Regions from separate parts of the Anas platyrhynchos genome. Here region 2 is linked to region 1. A link is a contact called in public Hi-C data. All regions are on one chromosome and are shown on one strand. Each heading gives the region's core, a stretch centred on a gene start, on an enhancer-like site or on the middle of the called end of the contact. The rest is flanking DNA. Distances are from core to core; before and after follow the strand shown.

Region 1 (5,278 bases), core at 2,298-4,797:
TTGGAGATGGCATCCAGAACAAGCTGTTCCAACACCTTTCCAGGGACAGAGATGAGACTGACTGGCCTGTAGTTTTCCAAGATCCTCTTTCTTGCCCTTCTTGAAGACTGGAGTCAGCTTTGTGCCCTGAAGCCGGGAGCCTACTGGTCCCCTCACTGCACCTCTGCTAGCTGTGACAAGCTGCTGAGGACCAGCAGATGATGAGGCAGTAACTCCTGCAACTCTTCCTTTGGGATTTGTTACCATTTGGTGGCCTATTTCCATGATACTGTAGCATCTTCCATAGATGATGCACTGCAGTTGTCCAGCAGGCAGCCAGGTGTGGCTGGCTGTGTTTGAACCCTGAGTTTGTTTGATGAGCAGAGAGTGACGTGAGCAGGATGCAGGATGAATACAGATGTTTAATGGAACTGACTTCCTGCCTAACTAACCTGATTTCTCCTGCCTAACTAACCTGATTTCCTTTTATGATAAGATCACCCGTATGGTGGACCAAGGGAAACCAGCTGATGTGATTTTTTTGGACTTCAGCAAGGCTTTTGACACGGTTTCCCATAGGATCCTACTGGACAAAATGTCCACCATACAGCTAAATAAAAACATCATACGATGGGTGAGCAATTGGCTAACGGGCAGGGCCCAAAGGGTTATGGTAAATGGGGCTGCGTCAGGCTGGCGGGTGGTCACCAGTGGGGTCCCTCAAGGCTCCATTTTAGGGCCGGTACTTTTCAATATTTTTATAAACGATCTGGATGTAGGAATAGAAGGTATTTTGAGCAAGTTTGCTGATGATACCAAACTTGGAGGAGTTGTGGACTCGAATGAGGGTGGAAAGGCCTTGCAGAGGGATCTGGATAGGTTGGAGAAATGGGCGATCACCAACCGCATGAAGTTCAATAAGAGCAAGTGCCGGGTCCTGCACCTGGGACGGGGAAACCCTGGCTGCACGTACAGACTGGGCGATGAGATGCTGGAGAGCAGCCTAGAAGAGAGGGATCTGGGGGTTGTGGTAGACAGCAAGTTGAATATGAGCCAGCAGTGTGCCCTGGCAGCCAGGAGGGCCAACCGTCCTGGGGTACATCAAGCACGGCATCGCTAGTAGGTCAAGGGAGGTGATTGTCCCGCTCTACTCTGCACTGGTGCGGCCTCACCTCGAGTACTGTGTGCAGTTCTGGGCACCACAGTATAAAAAGGACATGAAACTGTTGGAGAGTGTCCAGAGGAGGGCTACGAAGATGGTGAAAGGCCTGGAAGGGAAGACGTACGAGGAACGGCTGAGGGCACTGGGCCTGTTCAGCCTGGAGAAGAGGAGGCTGAGGGGAGACCTCATCGCAGTCTACAACTTCCTCGTAAGGGGGTGTCGAGAGGCAGGAGACCTTTTCTCCATTAACACCAGCGACAGGACCCGCGGGAACGGGGTTAAGCTGAGGCAGGGGAAATTTAGGCTTGACATCAGGAGGGGGTTCTTCACAGAGAGGGTGGTTGCACACTGGAACAGGCTCCCCAGGGAAGTGGTCACTGCACCGAGTCTGTCTGAATTTAAGAAGAGATTGGACTGTGCACTTAGTCACATGGTCTGAACTTTTGGGTAGACCTGTGCGGTGTCAAGAGTTGGACTTGATGATCCTTAAGGGTCCCTTCCCTTAGGATATTCCCTCAGGATATTCTATGATTCTATGATTCTATGAATTATCAGTAGCATTACTTGGCTTCTTCCTCTCTTTTCCTTTCCAATCAGTACAGTAGAAAATTCTTTTGAAGGGAGATTGTTTTACAAAATGCTGAGTTCAGTGTTCCAGAGCCTCTGGCACTCAGTAAGAGACTTGCAAGCTTTTAATCTATCTTTTCTTTTAATCTATCTCCTGTGTTCCTATATTAAAGGAAATGTTTTCAAAGTGATTTGAGCAAGTTACTTGTGTGAAACCTGTTAACAAATAATAGGATATATGCGTATAACAGTTATTTTTCTTTCAAAGTTTGCCTTGGGAGCAGAAAAGGTTTCTCCTTGCTAAAGATATATATATATTGTTCTTTAAAAAGGGAAAAGAAAGAATGAAGAAGAAAGGCTCTTGTATGTGCCTCCTTTAAGGTACCTGTAGAGTGCAATAAGGTCGCCCCTGAGCCTCCTTTTCTCCAGGCTGAACAATCCCAGCTCCTTCAGCTGCTCCTTGTAAGACTTGTTCTCCAGGCCCCTCACCAGCTTTGTTGCCCTTCTCTGGACTTGCTCGAGCACCTCCATGTCCTTCTTGAATATCTACTGCAAATGGACAAAATTCCAGGTATTACAAATCGTAAAACAAACTGCTACTTTTTTAAAAGATTCTAGCAGTGATACTTTGGCTCAGGGATGGCTTACCAGCTCTCCTTCCTTTCCCTTCCTCATCCAAACAGGTGTTGAAAACTATAGTGGATAGAGTAAATATCTTGTTCCTGCCACGTTGGCTAGTAATACTGGGTTTTCAAGCACAACAGAATAGGCCTTTTTTTTTTCTTTCTTTCTTTTTGGATTTCTATTTTTGTCATCAACTCAGTGCCGTCTGCTGTTGGTATGAACACCCATCATGTGTGCCTTGTTTTTGAAAGTATCTTAGGTGTGAGGATAGCATGGTGCTTCTGTACACTTTAAAACAATATACTTGCATCCCTCTGCTTTTAAAGTAGAGGAGGTAAATGGAAGAAATGTGTGTCATGCTTGGAGCAAGAATGGAATACCTTCTTTTGTGATGACTCTGCTGCTTTGCTCTCCAAAGTCTCAAGTCAGTGTCTGTTGAGCTGATATTTGTTGCAAACCAAATAATTCCAGGCTGGTATCTGAAACCCTGGTCTTCTGTGCTCATTTGGTGTGTTTTTAGGGATGAAGTGCCTGAGAACTTTCCAGGTAGTCCTAGCTTTGAGATAAGACTTTACTCATACTCAGTACTTCCCAGAACCTCATTTGCTCTGTGCAGTATAAATTTGCAGGACCACAGTCAATCTTAAAGCACTGTAAAGTTTGATTCCCTTTTAGTTTCCTTAAGCTAGTGGAAACCTATCTTGAGATACAACAGCAGGGAGCAATCGTAATCAAGTGTTTGCTATTTAGCCTTACTTTTCTGTTCTGAGAAACTCCCTCTGCTTCCCTTATCTGCCTGTACTTAGCAGCATGCTCCACTTTGGGCTTGTCTCACAATACAGCAGGGGGAACTGAAGTCAGAAATCTGGCTGTAACACGAGCAATGTGATGGGGCTTAGAAGAGTTGCATGTGGAAGAGCCAGGCAGTAAACAGTTTGCTATCTGTTCAGCCACGCTGTGACCCCGTTTCCGTGATTTTGGTAAGAGAAAAGTGAAGAGCCCACAAAGGAGAAAAAAAAAAAAAGGGGGTGGGTGAGGAGGAGAAAAAGAGATTGCTAATAGCATTGCTACTTCTTGGGAGTTCAAACTACAGTCTTTTGCTGAGCAGTGTGTATGCACTGTTATTTAACTGCTTTTGCTTGACCTATTTGACCTGTTTGCATTTGCCCTAGCCTATGTCTAATGATAGTGTGTGGCAATGCAGACACCAGTCCTCCCTCCTGTACTGAAGAGCCCCCTGCTGCTTTCCTTGTTTCACAGACTCTATTACTGCCCTGTTCTGTGCAGAAGTAATCTGTGAGTCTTTTGGTGTTCCCTCTAATGTGGACTACTGCTTGGGCCAAGATTCAGGTGCAGAGTGAAGTACTGGGATCTCCTTTGACTTCCCAACAGAGCTACAGGGAGCAGGGGGAAAGATTTCCCCCTTCCTTCCTTGCCCTGTTTGACCTGGCACTTTCTTCCCACACTACTGTGCTCTGCACAGAGCTCCTCCTCTTCAGCACACCAACACTCCTGCTGAGCTTCTCTTGATATCTTTCTTGTCGGCTTATTATGGGTTAAAACCAGTCAGTGCTCTATCCCCGCGCTCCCGCGGAGCTCTGAGGGAGCTGCCCTCCCTGCAGACGCGCTTTCCTCCGCCGCTTCCCCTCGCGTCGCGCCCCTCCCGTCCGGTCTCTGCCGCCCCCTGGTGGCGCGCGATGCCGACCATTACGGACGGCCGTTGGCGCGGGCGCCGCGCCGCGCTCTCCTCAGGGTTTGTCCCGGGTGTTCTCGCAGGCAACGAGGCGCAGGTGGCTTTCTTGGCACCCCGCAGACAGGCACGGCAAGCACGGGCTGTTCCGCAACCAGCGGAATAAAACGCTTCCTGACGTGACGTTCTTCCCCCCGCGAACTTTTCCGCTTGCCCGAGTCTGCTTGGGACGCTGGGTCCTCGGCTCGGTTTTCAGCGCCAGAGGAAAGCACAAAGTCAGCTGCTGGGCTTGGGAGGGGCGACCCCGCCGTGTGCCGCGGGGTGGCGGCCGAGCTCGGGGAGCCGGTTAGCAGGCTCCTCATCCCGGCGTGCCAGGGTCCAGACCCTCCGGAGAGCACTGCGGTAGGGGGAGGCTCCGCTCTGTCCTTCAGGGGGTCTCTGCTGGAAAGCACAACCCGCAGCATCTCCCCTCTGCAGGTGGTAGTTGTGTAAGCTAACAATTAACTGAGAAGGCGCAGTCTGCAGTCTGTTTTGATCTGAGCTCAAAGAGGTAAATGTTGAGAACTGCGTTTCAAGAAGTAACATTAAAAGTGCACTAGAAATAATTAGTGAAAACCTCCCGAGCAGAAGAGCTGTAAGGTTGTCTTGCATCCATGTCATGAATACTCCCCAGGTGAAATTCACATATGCAGCATCCAAACACCACTGAAATCTCATTTAAAATGATCATTGAAGACTTAAATAAGACTTGAATAGCACCTTGCCTCCAAGCCTATGCTCCAGAAAAGGGAGAACTTCTTCAACAAGACATAGATAATTTATTTCAGTAGGAATTATAACTAGCTTTTGCTGGTAATAATAGTGTTCTTACAACATTTTGAATCCCATTATAGAGCAAAAGTCTTGTCATGCAAGATAAACTACTAGGTCCATGCAGCATTAGGTGTGATATTTTAATCACAGAAAGATCAAAGTAGGTGCTGCAAAACATGAGCCCAGCCCTGCCAGATCTCAGCACTGAGGTCTTCCCACACACAGCAAATCAGCCACAGGTTCTCACAGCACCACAACACACCACACGCTGGCAGTAGATAGACTTGCATAAATTTTACTGGTAATGAAATGAAATTAAATGGAATGTAAAAAGAGGAAAAATAATTAAGTGTGGTAAATATGATTGCAAGGAAGAATTCATTTGTGAAAGTACTAAGAAGTGAATCTAATTCATTTCTCATTCACAATAATTTACCTTGTGT
Region 2 (5,388 bases), core at 1,402-3,901, 110 kb before region 1:
TAGTCAGTCACAATGGTTCTGTTAACCCCCAAAGGCAGAGCGATTATATCTTTTTTGCTGTAAGAAGCACAGAATTATCAAATTAAACTATATATAAATTAAACTATTGTTTTTAACACTACAATATAGACTTCAAAAGTTAATTTTAAGTAACTCAGAAAGCACTTGTCTTTTGCAACCATTACAACTATGTCATATTTTTTGTAATGATGAGTTTCTGTTCAAGAACCCAGAGGGTCTTTTTTCTTTCCTTTTTAATATTGATTTAAATTTGAAATAGATTTGGAAGGCAGTGTATTTAAACCAAACAGTTCAGGTTTAGACCTATCCTGTAATCAAGTAGTCACAAGCAAGCATTACTTATTAGTATGTATACTATTGTTCATTTATAAAGATATGAAAAATGGAAATAAGTAGCATGCCTACTTGCCAGAGAATACCAATGTAGACACATCAAAATCAGACTAGAAATTTCAGATCTCAAAATGCTGTATGTCTTTCTTACAAAAGACTGACTGGAGGTCCTTTTCTGACTTTCACATCTCATCTCTGGTCAAAACCTGGATTCTTCCCAATAAATTAAGTGCAGAGAATTGCATCTTCTGTGAGTGAATCAGAGGTGTTATATACCCTTAATAGGAGAGCACAGCTGGAAGGAGCAGTGTTTTTCTGGGAAGTTTTCTTCAGGTAAGACTAAAACAGTTGTGTTTTGTTTTTTGTTTTTTGTTTTTTGTTTTTTTTTTTTTTTTTGTGTGTGTGTGTGTATGGGTTTGTTGTTGTTTTTTTTTTTTTTTAATTAAAAATAAAATACTTATGTAGCCATCAATTATATTATCTAGTGATGAAGAACTCTATCAAGGAGAGGTTTCTGGATCTTCTCTGGACAGAGCAGTTAGTGAGTAGCTGAGGGCAGAGAAGCAAGATGAAATGACAAAAGAAAACCAGATAAATGTTTAGTAGGAAGAAAACATCTTGTGTGCTAAAAAGGTTTTGTACAGTGTGTGGTGGGTCTGTCTGAGCTGGAGTCACCTTTTCCCTGCAGCAGCCCACACAGTGCTGTGCTCTGCACTCGTAGCTGGAACAGCACTGATATCACTCAAGTGTTGCGTCTATTGCTGCGTAGTGCTGGCACAGCATCAGGACTCCTTACAAGCCCCCAAGAGCCAGCAGGCTGAGGGTGGGCAAGTGATGGGGAGGGGACATCGCCAGGACAGCTGACCTAAACCAACCAAAGGGATATTCCATAACACCTGATGTCACACTCAGCAATAAAAAGGGGGCTCTTGTGGGCTAGGGGGCTGTTCCTCCTGAACAACCACTATGCGTTTTGAGGCCCTGCTTCCCAGGATGTGGCCAAACATTGCTCGTTGATGGGAAGTAGAGAATAATTAATTTTTTTTTCCCTCTCTCTGTGCTTCCACGCAGACTTATTGTTTCTTTTGTTTCTTTTTCTCCCCATTCCCTTTCCCTTTAATTAAACCTTTCTCATCTCAAACCTCGAGTTCTCTGTGTTGTAGTTTCTCCCCCTTCCTCTTTGAGGGGAGTGAGAGAGCGATTGTGATGGAGCTCAGCTCTCCACCTGAGTAAAATCACCACACAGTGAAGCACTGACTGGAATTGCAGAAGGTGACCCTGTTAAGTAGTGGAGCAAACCTCTGTTAGGGAAAAAGAGTGACACTTTATTGTCAAATATACAGAGTTATTTCAACAAAACATGCAGCAAAGGCAGTAGAATCATCCTAACTGAGGAGGGGAAGACTTCCCCTTCCATTTCTTTTGGGAGCTTTTGTTTTAGCTGCAGATATTAAAATTGCTGAATCTCCAAATCAATAGAGGCACAAACTGCTTTTGTGGTCATCATATCAAAGCATAAAACAATTAGTTGTTTCAATAGGAAAGCTGTAGGAGAAGGGAATATATTGATGGGTGAAATGGACCAAAAAGGAAGTATCATAGGGTAATCTATCCATTTAAAAATTAGGCAATAACAATGACACAACATTCTTTACTTCAAAGTATATTTGAATGTCAATGGAGTTCAGTGTTCATAGTATCACAGTGGGATGTGTGGGGACACTAGTAAGATTCAAATATGGTGTATGAAAAGTGATATTTGTATAGTTATATCATGTATCTAAACAATTCTGAGCAGAAACATTGTCCAAGTACACATATGAAGAATTACTGAAAAATGGAACAACAAAACTCATCATAACAGATTAAATTAAACTTCAAATTTTTAACCTACCTAAGTAGTAGATATCTGAACATGTAGTTGTCTCCCAAAACTGTTTCTCATGACCTAAGAATTTATAGAAGTTACACAGAGATCTGAATAGATCTTAGATCTGAATAAGTGATAAAAGTATATATTTAGGAAATATAAAATAAAGCATTAATGCTTATCTTTCTGCAAATAAAGTAATAGCAAAAATAGAATTGCAGCTTACTTTTGTTGCACAATGATATGATTGTTTCTCTTGTGTTTAGAAAGATCCTTTTCTATCCATAAATACTTAATGAGTGACAGGTCAGAATCCAGACAAGTTATTGCAGGACAGTTCAGTGTCCTGCAACATCCATCGAACCGGTCTATGCTGAATCTGGCTATTTTGTTGTTGCTGTGCTGAGATACTCTGTAATCTCATGCATATGCTGAATCGAACAGGAGGGGGCAGAACTGCATCAGTGTAGTCACTTGCATGTAATTTACAGGCATCTATATTGTGTGGTTAATGAAAATAAGTGTAAAACTGATGTCTGCAAAAGATTTGGTGACAATAATAGTTTATCGTTCACCTAAAATCAATTACTCAAATATTCAGAAACCACTGGGCCTGTTCAGCCTGGAAAAGAGGAGGCTGAGGGGGGACCTCATTGTGGTCTACAACTTTCTCGCGAGGGGGAGTGGAGAGGCAGGTGACCTGTTCTCTGTAAACACCAGTGGTAGGACCCACGGGAATGGTGTCAAGCTGAGGCAGGGGAAGTTTAGGCTAGACATCAGGAAGAGGTTCTTCACCGAAGGGGTGGTCACACACTGGAACAGGCTCCCCAGGGATGTAGTCACTGCACCAAGCCTGTCTGGATTTAAAAAGTGATTGGACTGTGCCCTTAGTCCCATGGTCTAAACTATTGGGCAGACCTGTGTGGTGACAGGTGCTGGACTTGATGATCCTTATGGGTCCCTTCCAACTCGGGATATTCTATGATTCTATGATTCTGTGATTCTACTCATGTATTTTCTGCATGGATCTTGCATTGCTGCTATGCAATTAATGAACACTTTGGAAGGAAACGCTTTCTGAGTTTTAACAGCACAGGTAGATGAACTCAAGCATTTAACTAGATTATTCAGTGTATGCTTGAAATACAGTTGTCATTTTCACTGCTGAAGTTTACTTTGTGTCTAGTTTATTAATTTATTAATTACTTCTAAAGGTGGCCTGCTTCTCTTCAGTTTCTAAGGCATTTAGTTTGGTAGTTGTTTTTTGGTTTGGTTTGGTTTTGCCTTCTCAGGTTTAAAATAAAATGTTTTAAACTGAAGCACAAATTTTTATCAATTTAGTAAAATATTAGCTATATTAGCTATAAAACAGATTCAAATCACTATTTGTCTTGACAACTTTATTGGAATGGAATGCCACAGTTTTTATTTCCTGCATGGATTCTGATTTAAAGGCCATTCACTGAGAGTGATTTCATTCAGTCATTGTATTTTGGGTAAGCTGGGCTGTTGTGGTGAGGTTTTTTTCAGAGCAAACGCTGAGCTTCTTCCCAAAGAGTTTGCAGCTTGAGTAAAGAGAAGGACCAACAATCACAGAGCAGGCCTGGGGAGCAGGGGAATGTGTGGGTGAAGGACAAACAGAGGAGACTGAGATTCACTGTTTGCTTTGATACTTTATTATTGCTTCTTTCTTTATTATTGTAGGCTCTTCTTAGCAATGGGGTCTAATGTTTTCAATGATATTGTTGATATTTGATTATTTTCCCAGTAATTTAATTAAAACGTATAATCAAAGAATGCGAATATTTATGCTCCAGTAAAAAATATTCATGTTAACGGTAAGCAACTTCTGATGTAATAAACCTTATTTTATAAAAAATCTGTAAATATTGTTTTTAAGTCTTTTGGAAACTTTAAAAAAAAATGGTAGGAGTGTGCTTAGGTAAGATCTTGAGGTCTGCAGAGTAACATAGTTGGCTTAATTTATCATCAAACTGAAATAACTGAAACTGTCATCTTATTCACAGTCTGGAGGTGGGGTAGGCAGGAGGATTCTAGAGATATTTAAACAACTAACATTAAAAGCAAAATGACCTTTTGGAGACTAATAATATTCTGCTGTGTTTCAGAAGTGATATTTTAGGCAATATAGGTAGTCAATATTGACCTCTGTCTACACTAAGAGAATTGTTTATTTTTTGTTTGAAATTGTATGTCAGGAATGCAATCTTTGATGTGGAACTTGCTTTGCAGGTCATATAAGGTCTGTCTGAACCTAACAGCTGCCTCTTCAACAAGTTGGAAGAAAGTTTGTTCAATCAGAATTTCTGTTCTAAAAACATTGTCAGTGCAGATCCTTGTGTCTCACATTTTTGAACCAGTTTATGTCAAATATATGGACAATATTGACTGCTCTGCTGTTTTACTAGACAAAATTTACTAAGTTAGAATGGTATGACTGCCATAATTCCTTCCAGTTATTATGTTTTCCAATAGAAATAAAAATATTGCTAACATTGTGACATATATCCTTCTAATATCAAATTACTTTTTAGGGACTCTGTGTTAATCTCTGCTCTTGAAATTCATACAATAAGGATGGCTGACAAAGTTCAAGGGTATTTTTTTCTGAAACTAAAAAAATAATAATGGATGAATTGGTTAAATGCAAGCCTTGATTACAAAGAATGAAATAAAAGAACCTTCACAAATTGTGGCACAGAATTCAAAACTCATGCAGTTATGCAGTGTTTTGATACCAGTCCCATTACAATACCTATGTATCTGTGAGATGCAAACCCAGCCCCTGTATGATGTGAAACAAATAAGATCCTTAATATACTGCAGGCACAGAACCAAATTTTCCTATAGAACTGTGCAACAAGATCCAGCTGATCACTTCAACAGTGTTATTATGTGGGAAGACAAATCTTGAAAACTGGGTAAACTGATGGAATTTGTTTTCCTGCAAGTGCAAGCCAAACATTTTGAAAGGGCATATTCTTTTGGTCTGCAAGATATGATGTTTGTGACTCAAACCTGAGAATTCTTATGCAAACGTTGATTTTTACTTCACATCACGTTAGCAAAAGCATCCAGCTAAAGTTTAAAAACACTTCTAATATCAACTCTGTTCTTTGGCAAATTGACCTGTCAAAACTTCC

Evidence for each region. Hi-C and Micro-C count contacts between places; a contact is called where the count stands out from the background.
Region 2: a contact with region 1 is called in a Hi-C map of F1 follicle, with 4 times the contacts expected there. The contact joins two enhancer-like sites. A contact is called at or near these places in 5 of 8 Hi-C or Micro-C datasets (F1 follicle, liver, skeletal muscle and 1 more).

The regions. Positions count from the first base shown.
Region 1 is chr5:66,354,865-66,360,142 of IASCAAS_PekinDuck_T2T, reverse strand. No RefSeq gene overlaps it. Among named protein-coding and RNA genes, the nearest start is that of RASSF10, 15 kb to the left of the region's middle. Within about 2 kb of position 3,547, at least 4 of the 8 cell types and tissues checked have an H3K27ac peak or open chromatin away from gene starts, as enhancers often do. A contact at or near this core is called in F1 follicle, where this site is marked.
Region 2 is chr5:66,467,269-66,472,656 of IASCAAS_PekinDuck_T2T, reverse strand. No RefSeq gene overlaps it. Among named protein-coding and RNA genes, the nearest start is that of BMAL1, 13 kb to the left of the region's middle. Within about 2 kb of position 2,651, at least 3 of the 8 cell types and tissues checked have an H3K27ac peak or open chromatin away from gene starts, as enhancers often do. A contact at or near this core is called in F1 follicle, where this site is marked.